Regions from separate parts of the Mus musculus genome. Here region 1 is linked to region 2. A link is a contact called in public Hi-C data. All regions are on one chromosome and are shown on one strand. Each heading gives the region's core, a stretch centred on a gene start, on an enhancer-like site or on the middle of the called end of the contact. The rest is flanking DNA. Distances are from core to core; before and after follow the strand shown. Region 1 overlaps Ankfy1 (ankyrin repeat and FYVE domain containing 1). Region 2 overlaps Gm51906 (a long non-coding RNA gene).

What was found. A called contact is a pair of places that touch in the nucleus more often than the background predicts.
Region 1: a contact with region 2 is called in a Hi-C map of the CH12 cell line, with 6 times the contacts expected there. The contact joins two enhancer-like sites. A contact is called at or near these places in 3 of 39 promoter capture datasets (the C10 cell line, embryonic stem cells and hippocampal neurons), 11 of 15 datasets of contacts at CTCF or cohesin (CD8 T cells, the G1E-ER4 cell line, the NIH/3T3 cell line and 5 more), 211 of 484 Hi-C or Micro-C datasets (the 3T3-L1 cell line, 3T3-L1-derived adipocytes, the AML12 cell line and 105 more), 52 of 115 datasets of contacts at active chromatin or transcription factors (the 230-238 cell line, CD8 T cells, DN3 thymocytes and 35 more) and 5 of 9 other capture datasets (adipose tissue, embryonic stem cells, embryonic tail and 2 more).

The regions. Positions count from the first base shown.
Region 1 is chr11:72,713,591-72,721,282 of GRCm38.p6, forward strand. It overlaps Ankfy1 (ankyrin repeat and FYVE domain containing 1), which reads left to right. Exons shown (of 25, transcript NM_009671.5): 3 at 775-893. Among named protein-coding and RNA genes, the nearest start is that of Ankfy1, 27 kb to the left of the region's middle. Within about 2 kb of position 4,776, at least 15 of the 459 cell types and tissues checked have an H3K27ac peak or open chromatin away from gene starts, as enhancers often do. A contact at or near this core is called in the CH12 cell line, Th1 cells and Th2 cells, where this site is marked.
Region 2 is chr11:72,572,038-72,579,444 of GRCm38.p6, forward strand. All of the region lies in intron 2 of Gm51906 (a long non-coding RNA gene), which reads right to left. It also overlaps the pseudogene Gm12712. Among named protein-coding and RNA genes, the nearest start is that of Spns3, 25 kb to the left of the region's middle. Within about 2 kb of position 4,679, at least 85 of the 459 cell types and tissues checked have an H3K27ac peak or open chromatin away from gene starts, as enhancers often do. A contact at or near this core is called in the CH12 cell line, Th1 cells and Th2 cells, where this site is marked.

The sequences.
Region 1 (7,692 bases), core at 3,526-6,025, 140 kb after region 2:
TCTCTTTTTTTTTTTTTTTTCGTAGCATTTGACATTTCAGAGTAAACATACATATTTGGGAGGAAAACTTTTTATGTTGTGGTATTCGAGAAATATCCTTCCCTCTCTTTCTTGTTTGTTTTTTTTTTTTTTTTTTTTTTTTGAGACAGTGTCTCTCTATGTAGCGTAGATTGAGTTCAAACTTGTGATCCCAGCATGCTGAGATTTTATGATGTTCCACTCAGCCTCAACCTCTTTACTTGATAAATGGTTGGATAATAAATGGTTAATTTTGGGGCTGAATGTTTTTAATGGAGACAGGAGACCAGGTATTAGGTTTTGTGTTCTTGACATTTTGTGTGAATTACTTTGTCCATAGTCTCTCTGTCTACCATTCACTGTTTGATGCTGTTGTGGTGCAAATCAATAGCACAGTTTTAGAGCTTTAGCTGCCCACGTTTCTTACTCTACTGGCTTCATTTTGATACATCCTTAATAAGATATCTTATATCCTGTGTATGACTACGAATCATCCTGCTTAGCTTGTAGGTTCACCATGAGAATCCTGATAGATGTAACTGAGAGTAGATTATCCTGTGCAGTTGAGATAGAAGTTCAAATATTCCAGCAACATATAAATATGGTCCAGAGTGTGGAAATGCCATTGTGACTTATTTTTTCTTTTGCAGATTCATGTTGATAATCATTATCCATGTATTTGTCAGGTGACAATTCTAACTTATCTAGTTATAATGACATTTTTCTTTCTGTATCTTTGGATATTTTCTTTGTCAGTGATTTGAAGATCAAGGTTGGGGACAGGCACATCAGTGCTCACAAGTTTGTCTTGGCCGCCCGCAGTGATAGCTGGAGTCTGGCCAATTTGTCTTCCACAGAGGAGATAGACTTGTCAGGTAAGTCTGCATACAAAACCATAATGTACCACTTTGAAATATTTGTGGTATAATAAAAGTAAAATACTATTAATGGGATAAGTTAAATAATTAACTATTGAAACACGATGTCTCTTTAAGTTGGTTGTTCTTTTTTCTTTTAATTTTTAAATTTTAATTTATGTGTGAAGGTGTTTTGTATGCATTTCTGTCTGTGCAGCATATGCATGCAGTACCCAAGGAGTTCAGGAGAGGCTATCAGATCCCTTAGGACTAGAATTACAGATGGTTGTGATCCACCATGCGGGTGCTGGGCATTGAACCCAGGTTTTCTGGTGCTCTTTAATACTGAGCCATACCTCTTTCTTACCTCATTTTGTTCTTTATGATTATATTTAATCTTTGGATAACAAGTCATATTTGAGTATCCTCTTATGTTCTTAGGATTTAGAAAATACATATATCTTTCAGTAAGCTTATTTATTTAAAAATATTACAATGATATTAATTTATATTATTAAATATCACATATAAATATGGTCTTTATATGCAAGTATATGTTATATCTGTTGTTATTATTATCATTATTATTATTGTATGTACCCATATGTTTGGAGGTTAGAGAACAGCTTTTAGAGTTAGTTGTAGGGCTTGAACTCTGGTTGCTAGGTTTCCATGGCAGTGTCTTTAACTGTTGAGTAATCTTATCAGGGCAGCCAAGTTTGTTTTTCACATGTGGTATATGTACATGTCCTTGTAGGTGTAAGTGCACGTGTGTGGAATCCAGAAGTTGATGCCACATAACTTCTTCAGTTATTCTTTGTAGTGATTGGTTGATTAAAGACAGGGACACATCACGTAATCTTACCTGGCCTGGAACTCAAATATGCCCATTTCTGCTTCTTGAAAACTAGAGTTAAAAATGTACTACCACCTTTAGTATTTCTCTCTAAAATTTTCCCACATGTGTTTATTTTGTGTTTGTGCCTGTGTGTGTTTGTGTGTATGTGTGATCATACACACACACACATACATTTATATACATTTGGTGGATGGAGCAGAGCTCCAAAAACCAGACTTTATTTCTTCTCTTTAGCAATTTATACCTTCTTAGACAAAATCTTTTTTATAAAATTACCTCATAGATAAAATGTTATACAAAAGGGGAGTTACAAAAGGATGTCCATACTAAGTTCAAAGCACTATTTCATTCTGTAAGCTCATTGTAAGTTCAAAGCAACAGATACACATGGTCTTGCTTCATCATAGTGCACACCTGTGGCTTCATCCTTGGACCTGACCTAAAACGAATGTTTTTCTTTGATCACAAATCTGTCCAAAGCCTGTTTCTCTCCTTAGTGTAATTTATGAAAGCTCATTGTATTCCTTATTATGCAGCCTTTACTTACTATTGTATAAGGAGGGGAACATTCTCTTCTTGATTCTAACTTTTATTAGATCTTTCTGGCAAAACTACTAAAACCATCTCCTTAAAATTGAGTCAAATCAAGAATGCTATAAAATCATTAATTCATCTAGACAGCATTAATTTATGAAAGTTCATCTTCATGTTGATCTGCAGGAAATTTGACCACTAGGGTGGACTGATGCTCAGGAGTCATTGGGCTATATACTATTGGCAGGAAAGGCACATCAGCAGTGAAAAGCTATCCTAGGGCAAAGTCTCTGGGGCTGTGCCCATCACAGCCATGCAGAGTGCTGGCCCATCTCCAGGAATCTTACTTGTTTTCCATAGCCTTTCCTAGAAGGCTTCTATCAGTCAGTATTTAGAATTTTAGTAGGTTTGTACCTGTGTGACATGGTGAATGTTCGTTTGTTTCAACATGGTAATTCCACTCCCATCACAAGTCCTGGACGCTCTGTGGATTATGCTGACCTCACCTCAGAGACCCACCTGTTTCTGCCTCCTAAGCACTAGGGTTAAAGGCGAGCGCCACTATGTTCAGTTTGCAATGGGAACTTTTTTTTTAAGGATTTATTTCATCTTTTTTATTTTTAAAATTTGTTTGTGTGTGTCTATGTCTATATTTGTGTTTGTGCATGAGAAATTTGGATTTTCCTGGAGCTAGAGTAACAGTTGTGAACTACTTGGTATGGTTTCTGGGAACCTAACTTAGGTCCTCTGCACAATAATATTTGCTCCTAACTACTGATGGCTAGATAAATTTCTAGCCTGATTTATTTTTAGTATGTATGTGTTTGTGTATTGGTAAAGACATTTGTTCATGGGTACATAGGAAGACAGATTTCCCTGAAGCTGGAGTTAACATTTGGTTGTAGTCCTTTCAGTGTGAGTACTGAGAACCAGGAGTGTACAAGGGTAGTATATGCTCTTAACTGCTGAGATCTCTCCTGCTGCACTGTAGAGTAATTTGTATTTGTGTATCTCTATTTATTTGAGACAACATCTCACTGTGTACCCTAGGCTAGCCTGGAACTCACAGCAGTCTATCTGCTCTGCCTCCTAAGTGCTAGGATTAAAGGCTTGTGCCACCATGTCCAGTTATATGTATATCTCTTGACAACATGTTATATATCTTAAACATATGTAGTAAATTTCTTCTAAAATTTTAATAGGACCTGGGGATGGCTCACTGAGTAAAGGCATTTGTGCCAAACCTAATGACCTGAATTTGATCCCCAGGATTCACATATTAGAAGGAAAAAACTCACCACATCAAGTTGTTCTCTAATTTCTACATATGCATCATGGCATATGTACACATACACACAAATAAATGGAATTTTAAGAAATGTTTTTAGTAGATGTACCAAATTATTTATATGGATATTGTTATTTTATGTTACATTGTTATCTTATGTTACAGAGTCTTTATAATTTTTAACTAAATGTGGAAGTAAATGGAATGGACTTAAAACATGGTTTTCAGAAGTTCACCTAAAATCGTATTGTATTAGTACTTGCTTAATCGCTCTTGAGAATGAGGTACAAAACAAAAGTTTATATTGAACTCTGCTATTAGTAAACTATTGCAAGAATTACGAGATGAAGATTGTCAGGGTATTAAAATGGGACATTGGTCTTGGAGTGTAGCTCATTGGTAGCTGGGAGATGTAATGGACTGTTAAATTATTTCAGGCAGTGGTTACAAATCTAACAAAGTAGTTGTTGTATGTGTATGTGTGTGCTGTTTTGAATTGGGCTAATACATAAGGTGCCAGGGCTGCCTAACATTTAAGCAGTGCTGTATAGCAAGAATAGGTGTGATCTCCTGGATTTAAGAGAACAGATTTTTCTGTTGTGAGTGAATTATCTTTTGTATTTTTTTTAATGTATTTTTGAAACAAGGTTTTTCTTTTTTTTTTTTAAAGATTTATTTATTTATTTATTTATTTATTGTATGTAAGTACACTGTAGCTGTTTTCAGACACTCCAGAAGTGGGAGTCAGATCTCGTTACGGATGGTTGTGGATGGTTGTGAGCCACCATGTGGTTGCTGGGATTTGAACTCCGGACCTTTGGAAGAGCAGTCGGGTGCTCTTACCCACTGAGCCATCTCACCAGCCCGAAACAAGGTTTTTCTACAAAGCCTTAGCTATCCTAGAACTCACTGTGTAGACGAGGCTGGCCTTAAACTCACAAAGCTCCTCCTGTCTCTGCCTCCCAACTACTGGGATTAAAGAGACACACCACCACTGCCGCCCCACAATGAGTGGATTATCTTTATGATAACTTCTAAGGTTTAACTTGAAGCCTTTAGTTCTCCCTTGTAAGCGCAAATAAACAAGCATAAATGCAGATGTGTGGGTCCATGCCATTCACAGCTAGAATACAAAGGCCTATGTGGAAGGAAGGTCTCTCTCTCCTGTGAGGCTCCAGTCCCTGTGGGCACACTCAGAGCTATGGCGTTTCCTGTTCAGAATGAAATCTTTTGAAACTGTGTCTAACCACCTGTAGAATAAAATTAGCATAGTTTCCAAGAGCCATTTGATTATGAAAGTGTTTTTCATAAAATGTGTGGAAGTAACTCTACAGGCATATAGTTTACAAAGATTACAAAAGATAATAAAAATTTGAAAATTACATTCGTTTGAAAGATATTAAGACTAAGCTAATATCTTTTGATACTTCAGTTATGAGACTCATGAAATGTACTTTGTTGCATTATCAGTGACATTCTAGTCAGGGCTACATGAGACACTTGTTTAATGGCTGAGTGTATATCTGTCTTAGTGACTATACTATGTGCATTGGAAAAGAGAATGTACTGCAGTTGCTGCATATAGTGCTTTGCTTATTTACAACACTGAGGATTGAACTCAGGACCTCTCAAATGCTAGGTAAGTGCTCTGCCGCTGACAATGCCACCGTCATTTTTATTGTTTCTTTTGAGGTGGAGTCTTGCTATGTTACCCAGGCTGTGTTAGAGCTTACTATGTTGTTTAGGCTGATCTTCAACTTGTCATCCTCCTGTCCAGAATATATACTATATAATCCAGCACTGTCCTGAGAGCTGGGATTATGTGTGTGGACCAAGACCAGGTATATCTAGCGTTCTTTAAATACCATTATGTCAAGAAGGCTGATTGTTCAGTGTTTCTGGATGAATGTGTGTGTGTGTGTGTGTGTGTGTGTGTGTGTGTGTGTGTGCATTTGTTTTCCTCTTATGCTAGCTTATCAATTCTTTAAAGTTTAGTATTACTCTTTACCGCAATCCTGGGATAGTAATTTTACTTGGGTTGGTGACATATTCATGTAATCCCAATACTTAGGAGGCTGAGGTAGGAGGGTTATGAGCTGCAGGCCAGGCTAGCTGGGGCTGTCTTGACATAACTTTGTCTCAAAAATCAAAAAGAAAGTAAAATGAAAAATGTTCACTATTGTTACTACATTACTGAGGAAGACAAAGGAAAAAAGAAGCAGCATTATTTGTTTTTGACCCACCCCTGTCAGTTTGGTTGTTTTAGCAGGCTAATCTGCTTTAAGTACATCAGGTTCTTCGTTCTATTCAACATCACTCCCTTCAGCTCATCCTTCTTACTGTGCTTAGTTGTAATAAAAGGCTAATCAGAGCTGGTCTGTTGTTGCCTAGTTATTAATAATGTATTCCTAGTCCTTATTGTGGTTTTCTTTGATAACTAAGAATTGATTATGATCTCCCAGAAACCTCAGTGAGCATCACAATAATTTAACAGACTTGCTAAAGTGCAGATGCTGGGGCCATCCCCAGTTTTCCTCACTGGGCCTGAGTGGGCTTGAGCGTTAAACTCTGTTAGGAGTCGGCTTGCTCAGGACTACTCTTGGAGAACCTTTATGCAAACTGTGACTTTAACTTGTCTTGAGCATCACTTTCTATATTTTGACCGAGAGCTGATTTAATAGAAATAACAGTATAGGGACTGGTGAGATGGCTCAGTGGGTAAGAGCACCCGACTGCTCTTCTGAAGGTCCGAAGTTCAAATCCCAGCAACCACATGGTGGCTCACAACCATCCGTAATGAGATCTGATGCCCTCTTGTGGTGTGTCTGAAGACAGCTACAGTGTACTTACATATAATAAATAAATAAATAAATAAATAAGTCTTTTTTAAAAAAAAAGAAATAACAGTATAGGGTAGTTTGTTTGCTTGTTTTGTTTTTTGAGACAGCATCAAGTAGTCCAGCTTGGCTTAGAATTCACAGTATATAGTCAAAGATGACCTTGAACTTGATTCTTCTGCTTCCCAATTGCTTACAGGTATGTACTACTACACCTGGTTTTATGTCATTTGGGATCAGCCCAAGACTTTTTTTTCTTTTTTTTTCCTCGAGACAGGGTTTCTCTGTGTAGCCCTGGCTGTCCTGGAACTCACTCTGTAGACCAGGCTGGCCTCGAACTCAGAAATCCACCTGCCTCTGCCTCCTGAGTGCTGGGACTAAAGACGTGCTCCACCACCGCCCGGCTTGGCCCAAGGCTTCTTTCATACTAGGCAATTATTACTAGCTAAGCCACATCCTCAGCACTAGTTTTAGATATCTTAAATGATTATTTTTATAATAAACATTTCCTGCAAGTATAGTTTTTAACTTTAAAAAATAAATAATATATTTACTAAGTAAAAATCAAAGTAAAAGAAAAATCATGAATTATGCTTGAGTTCATATTTTCAGGTTTATGATTGATTGATTGATGAATAGACAGAGCCAATCAATGAATGTATAGTATATTTAGATATATATGTATTTACACAATGGTACATTTATACTCTCAAATACATGAAGCAAAAATGAGATCCAGCTGTAAGGCATTTTCTCAGTTAGTGATCAAGGGGGGAGGGCCTCTTGTGGGTGGTGCCATCTCTGGGCTGGTAGTCTTGGGTTCCATAAGAAAGCAAGCTGAGGCCGGGCATGGTGGCGCACGCCTTTAATCCCAGCACTTGGGAGGCAGAGGCAGGTGGATTTCTGAGTTCGAGGCCAGCCTGGTCTACAGAGTGAGTTCCAGGACAGCCGGGGCTACACAGAGAAACCCTGTCTCGATAAACCACCACCACCAAAAAAAAAAAAAAAGAAAGCAAGCTGAGCAAGCCAGGGGAAGCAAGCCAGTAAGTAACATCCCTCCATGGCCTCTGCATCAGCTCCTGCTTCCTGACCTGCTTGAGTTCCAGTCCTGACATCCTTTGGTAATGAACAGCAATGTGGAAGTGTAAGCTGAATAAACCCTCTCCTTCCCAACTCACTTCTTGGTCATGATGTTTGTGTAGGAATAGAAACCCTGACTAAGACAGTAGCTCAGTGGAGCTCTGACTGCTCTTCTATAGAGAATCTGGGATTGACTCCCAGTAAGCACCCAATGGGATA
Region 2 (7,407 bases), core at 3,429-5,928:
ACACCAGTATGGAAGTGTAAGCTGAATAAACCCTTCCTTCCCAACTTGTTTCTTGGTCATGTTTTGTGCAGGAATAGAAACCCTGACTAAGACACCATCCTAACTCATGGACCCATGTAGAGAAAGGGGGAAGGAAGGAGAAAAAAAAAAAAAGCTACCAATTCCTGAGCACGAAAACCCACCAATCTCTGAGCTTCCTTCCCACAAAAAACCCCACCAATCCCTGAACATGAAAATACACCAAATCCCTGAGCTCCCCAAGCTTGGTGCTTAAAATCCCCCACCAATCCTTAGTCTGGAAATCTCTGCCCCACAAAAGCTCGCTCTCTCTCTCTCTCTCTCTCTCTCTCCTGCCTCTGCCTCCTCACGACTTTGTAACAGGCACTGTGCCATCCTGCAAAGCTACAGAAGGGATTTTCTTTCTTTGTTTTTGTTTTGTTTTGTTTTTTTAATTTTGTAATTATATTTAGGTACAGAAAACTTAATGTACATTTAACCCAATTTAGTGGCGAGTTCTTTAGCCTTTGCTTTTTCCAGCTTGGCAATGCGAGCCACAGACTTAGGACCCAGGACGTTGCCTCCCCTGTGGCGACGGATCTCATCATATCTGTCATTATAATTGGTCCTAATAGCTTCCACCAGCTTAGCCAGAGCACCCTTGTCTTCCGAGTTAACCTGTGTGAAGGCAACAGTGGTGCATGTCTTCCTGTGGACCAGGTGCCCCAGCCTGGCCTTTCCCTTGATGATGCAGTAGGGCACCCCCATCTTTCGACACAGGGCAGGTAGGAAAACCACCAACTCAATGGGGTCTATGTCATGGGCAATCACCACCAGCTGAGCCTTCTTGTTCTCCACCAAGGTGGTGACTGTATTGACTCCTGCTCGGAGGACAGGTGGCCTCTTAGTTGGGACGTCACCTTTGCCAGCAGCTTTCTTCTCAGCACGGGCCAGTAGCCTTTGCTTCTTCTCTTGCTTTGTCTCTGGCCTGTACTTGTGGGCAAGCTTAAGCAGCTGAGTAGCTGTCTGCCTGTCCAGTGCCTGGGTGAACTGGTTAATGGCAGGAGGGACTTTGAGCCGCTTGTAAAGGATGGCTCTTTGCCGCTGCAGCCTCATGTAGCGGGGCCATTTGACAAAGCGCGTTAAATCTCTTTTGGGCTGGATGTCCTATCCAATGCCGAAGTTCTTGGGCCTCTTCTCGAACAGAGGGTTGACCACCTTCTTGGCCTCCTGCTTCTTGACGACGGCGGGGGCCGGGGCCACCTTCTTCCCCTTGGCCTTCTTCCCTTTGGGCATCTTGCACGGCTGCTGGAGAGCTGTTTTGTTTTTCAAGATATGGTTTCTCTGTGTAGTTGTGGCTGTCCAAGAACTTGCTCTATAGACCAGGCTGGCCTCGAACCCAGAAATATCCACCTGCCTCTGTCTCTGAGTACTGGGACTAAGGACATGAGCCATCACACTGAACAACAAAAAGATTTTTTTTTAATTGTTGAAGTAACTGCAAATTGAAAATAGGTAGGACAGCTGGGTGGTGAGGACACATGCCTTTAATCCAATCACTAGGGAGGCAGAGGCAGGCAGAGATCTGTGTTCAAGCCAGAGAGAATGCCAGGGTAGCCATGGCAACACAGAGAAACCCTTTCTCGAATGAAAAAAGAAAAAAGAAAAAAGAAAAAAAGAAGGAAGGAAGAAAACAGGTAGAACTAGAGACAAATGTGTATTCCATCTTTAGCAGAATAGGGGGAGTGGTACCGATACCCTAAAAGCCACCGCATGCAGGCAAACACTCATATACATAAAATAAAAAATAAATACATTTTTAAAAATAGCAATGCACCTCTTGCAAGCTGGTGAGGGTACAGCAGGCTCAGAGTAAAGGCAAGGTGGTGCTGGCTAAGTCAATGTGACCCAAGGTAAAGTCACCTAAGAGAAGGGAACTTCAATGAAGAAAATGCCTCCACAAGATGGGGCTGTAGGGCCAGCCAATAGTGCATCTCCTTAGTGATGGATGGAGGAGGGCACAGACCACTGTGGGTGGTGCCATCTCTAGGCCAGTGATTCTGGGTTCTAGACTGAGAAACAAGTGTTGGGCACTTACCTTTAATCCCAGCACTTGGAAGGCAGAAGCAGGTAGATTCCTGAGTTTTAGTGAGTTCCAGGACAGCCGGGCTACACAGAGAAACCATGTCACAAAAACCAGAAAGGCAAAGAAGTAAGTACAGATAGCCGACTGAGTTAGCAGTCTGTCTAAACTCCCCCTACCCCACCCCCCGACAGTTACCTGGCAACAGCCAGGTATGCTTCACCCCACAGTTACCTGGCAACAGCCAGGTAGGCCTGACCCACTATGAAAGAGGCTGTTTGTCCCCTCCTCTCTCTCTTGTTCCTCTCTTACTCTTCCCTTCTTGCTCCCTCTCTGTTGTTGTTTTGGTTTGTTTGTTTGTTTGTTTTAAGATTTATTTATTTTTCTTTATATGAGTACACTGTAGCTGTCTTCAGACACACCAGAAGAGGGCATCAGATCTCATAACAGATGGTTGTGAGCCACCATGAGGTTGCTGGGAATTGAACTCAGGACCTCTGAAAGAGCAGTCGGTGCTTTTAACTGCTGAGCCATCTCTCCAGCCTGTCTTTTGCTGTTGTTATTTGAGAGGGTTTGATTTTGTTTTCTTGAGATGGAGTCTTTCTATGTTTTCATGGCTGTCCTAGAATTCCCTCTGTAGACTAGACTGGCCTAGAACTCACAGAGATCCACCTGCCTCTGCCCCCTGAGTGCTTGGATGAAAGGCATGTGCTGAGTTTTGTTCATTTGCTTGGTTTTTGTTTGTTTTGTTTTTTTTGGGTTTTTTTGAGGCAAGGACTCTCTCTTATCCAGGATGACCAGGATCATAATCCTCTTCCCTCAGCCTTCCTCCCAAGTACCAGACATGAGTCAATATGCCTGGCTTTTCTCATCATAATTAACAAAGAATATGGGGTGAGAAAGATGACCAGAGAATGGATTTGTTGGCTCACAACTACTTGTAACTCCATTGCCCAGATATTCTTGGCACACTCATGGTATGTACACACACACACACACACACACACACACACACACACACACACAAATACATACGATTGGAGAAAAAATATTTTGATAATTTTTGTGTATGCCTGCATGGATGCACTCTATGTATATCTTTTTTGTCTGCATGTGAGTCTATACACTCCTAAGCATACCTAGTCCCTAAGAAAGCCAGAGAGGGTTCCTGATCCCCTAGCACTGCAGTAATCGATGCCTATGAGCTGCCACATGGGGGAGAGTAGTGAACCCTGGTTTTCTAGAAGAGCAGCCAGTGTTCTTAAATGCTAAGGTGTCTCTTCAGTCCCAAGGGGTAAAATATTTTAAAAGTAAAATAAAATTAAACACACCACACATACACACACCCCAAGATTTAACACAAGCGTAATTCTAAAGCCTGACCTAGTGACACACACCTGTGATCCCAGCACTCAGGATGCTAAGGCTGATGTTAGAGTGTTTTGGGTCAACTTGGGCTACTTAGCAAGACCCTGGTTTTTAGTTTTTGTTTTGTTTAAAAATAATAAGTAAAATTTATTTATTTTTGCATGTTTGAGGGGGAGGGGGTTCACACCTACCATGGTACATGGAGGTCAAAAGACAGTTTGCATTAATCATTGTAGTCTTTCACCATTTGAGTCCTGGAGATGGAACTCAAGGGGTCTGGTTTGGCAGCAAGTGCCTTTATCTGGTAAGCCATTTCACCAGTCAGAACTAATTATGATTATGTACACCCACTACCACTACCACCACCACCACCACCACCACCACCACCACCACCCCACACAACCACCAGCCACCCCCTCTGCCAGTACAGAGGACTGGCGGAGGTGAAATGCGCGGGAGGCAAGCGCTCTTGAGCTCAAGTCCCCCAAGTCCCTGATGTTAAGAGGGGTGGGGGCAAGGGAATAGTAATATCCTCGCCAATGCTGTTTTGTTACTTTAGTTTTTCTAAAAGATTCCCTAAAGTTCCTTTATGAGCTTCGGTTTTGTGGCTGGCACTCCTTAAATTCTGAAGGCACAAGGACCACCCAGCTCCTGACATGTCCCTACCCCAAAAGAGTTAGGAAAACTCCCAACCCGCGTACTTGGGGGCAGCCTTTGCTGACTGAGATGAGAACCTGAGGAGAAGGGCCCGAAATGAAACATCTGGTGAAAATGATTCATTTTGATCACATTCTCTCCAACCTCTAGGCCCCTGGCAGGTATCCCGAGCCCCGCCCCTCCAGCTGTCCCTAAATCACCTTATGGGCCCTGGCTCTCATTTCCGTTTCACCAAAGTCTGATTCTTCACCTTTCAGGAACTGGCTGAATACAGACTGGTCCCACCACAGGGAATTCAGTCCGGCAGTAAGTTGGGGGACTGTAAACTAGTCGTACCTGCTGACCCACTAGGGTACATTCCAGGCAGAGGTGGAACCACGCTGTGTGCTCAGCGTAGATCCGGCGCGCAGCCAGTAGGTCGAGCTCGCCACCTATAGCTTCCTGGAAGTTGGCCCGGGCAGAGTCTGTCTGATATCCACTCAGGAAAAGAGAAAGCCCCGGAAACTTCCCAGGTCCCCAAGAAGGGTGCATCAGGCTTCTGGTGCGACCATCTGCTTTCTTTATCATTCTAATTAACTGCTTGGGGCACACTTGGTCAATTGTGAAGTTATGCAAATGACCGAGGTTGGTATTGTTATTACTAAGAGTCACTTGGTTGCAAAACTGTTTTGACTATTCTAGTATCAAAACCTATCCAGTCTGCAAGGAGAGGGGAGCCTCTCTGCTCTCCGCCCCATCTCACCCCATTTGAAAATCTTTTGGGGGAGGCCATCCTAGCAGTCCTAGTGTGCAGAGAGGGAACTCAAATTAGCTAAGGCGGAGATTTTTCCCTGTGTCTTGTTTTAAGCCGAACCTTCCGGAAATCACTTGCTTCTAGGCTGCTCAGTTTGTCTAGCCTGGAAGAGGGAAAGAGAGCACCAAACCTGGAGCTAATATAGGTAAAAAGCCCTCAGTGTCCTAAGAAAACAAAGCCTGGGAGGTAGGCGCATCACCAGTAGGAATGATGGAAGGGAGGGAGGTAGAAAAGGAAGAGGATGGGGAGGGGAGGAGGAATAGGAGGATGGGGAGGGGAGGAGCAGCAGCCGCGCCGCCGCCGCAGTAGAAGCAAAAGCATTATGAATCGTTAACTTGAATTTTGCAATAAGCAACTTTTTTTTTTCAGTGTTGTTGACTCTGGGACTTCGTGTGTGCTAAGTGCTAAACATGAGCTCTGTCGTTGATTGTACCCTAACCCCAACAATTAAATTGTTTTAGCATAAATATATATCACAAGTGGATAAAAATGTATTATTCAAAATTAAAATTTACATAACTCTAAAAAAGACTTTAATGTCTTGAACGTTTTTGTTAATGTTTATTTTGCGTGGTGCTGGGGCAAATGTGGGTTTTTACGTGTGCTAGTCAGATGCTTTCGTCTAGGAACACCCTCACTCCACTCTAGCAATCCGTGTGTTTGTGGGGGAAGGGAGACAGAATATCACCTTGTCCTGGTCTCCGACCCTTGCCTGGAACTCACTACATAGATCAGGCTGGCCTGCAACACAAGAGATCTGCCTGCCACTGCCTCCAGAATGCTGGGCTGGGATCAAAGGCGTATGCCACCGGGATTGGCTACAATGACTGCTTTTCGTATTTGGGCATACACAAGGATTTGCCCGAGTGTGGGAGCATGAGTGGAAGCCACAGGTCAAGTTCTCAGCGTCGTCATTTATTGTCTTCTACCTTATTTTCTTAAAACAGAGTCTCTCGTTGTACCTGGTGCTAGAGATTAGAACTCAAGTTCTTACGCTTGCTACTCAGTCCTACAACGGGTGTTCTTGCTGCCACGTGAACATCTTCTGAGACTAGAAGCTCTGGAAAAGACAAGGTGGCAGAAAAAACCTGGGTAGGAGGAAAGGGATCAAAGGCCCAGGGCTTGCCTTCCAGCTCCCCAGGATCTGTGCTCACCAGACTAACGGACACACACACACACACACACACACAGGATCAGGATATGGAAGGGGACCAAGATGGTAAGTCTAGCAGGACATCAGGATTTAGAACAGGAACAACGTGGTAAGTCCTGTTAATTCAGGAGAGAACTAGCTCTGAACTAACCTTCCAAGGAGGCAGGATGTGTCACTTCGAAAGACAGGGGCATGACACACCCCAAAGGTGGTTTAATCTGATGTGGCCAGACTAGCAGTATTGACAACCCTCCTTTGGACATGTGACCACTCCAATCCAATGGCCGCTGGGAGAATAATAATCTGAAAACATTTCTCAGTGTTCCATCCTGAAGGCAAATTCCAGCTCAATTCCCACCTTTCCTCCTAACCCCAATTTGCCCCAGGGTCACTCAGTAGCCTGCCTGTCTTGAAGCTTACCGTTCATCCCGGGGTGGGGGTGGGGGGCATTTCTGAAGTACCCTGCAGCCTCCTCTTTACCTCCAATTTACCCAGCTCTCCTTCTAATAAAGCAGGTCTCATCTTGCCACTCCCCAGCTGCAGATCCTCCCACCTTTGCATTTGAGGCTTTGCTTCAGCCCTTAGAAGCAGAAAAGCAGGACAAACCAGGGCAGCTAAGTGAGTAAGCCAAGCCTCTTCCAGTCACTCAGGAGAAACTTACTCACTCTGGGAGTAGCTGAGAGCTGAGGACCCAGGCTCCTGAGCCGGGGGCTCTGTGGCTCACCCTCAGGGGACAGCCAGACTTTACCCAGTTACGAACAGATCTTGGAGTTTCTTTCTTTTTTTTTTTTTTTTTAAATTTATTTATTTATTATATGTAAGTACACTGTAGCTGTCTTCAGACACACCAGAAGAGGGCGTCAGATCTTGTTACAGATGGTTGTGAGCCACCATGTGGTTGCTGGGATTTGAACTCCGGACCTTCGGAAGAGCAGTCGGGTGCTCTTACCCACTGAGCCATCTCACCAGCCCCGATCTTGGAGTTTCTATGCAAAAAATGTGAATCAAAATTATGAGAATCAGCCAGGCAGTGGTGGCACACACCTTTAATCCATCCCATCATCACTCAGGAGACAGAGGCAGGTGGATCTTTGAGTTTGAGGCCAACCTGGTCTACAAGGGAAGTTCCAGGACAGCCAGGGCTACACAAAGAAACACTGTCTCAAAAAAACCAAACCAAACCAAACCAAACCAAACCAAACCAAACCAAACCAAACCAAACCAAAAAGTAAATAAATAAAAACTAAACAAAACAAAAACCCCAAAACTATGAGAGACCATTTCACCTGTCATCAAAGGGCACAACAAATAACAAAAATGACCCAAGTAGGGGCTGGCGAGATGGCTTAGAGGGTA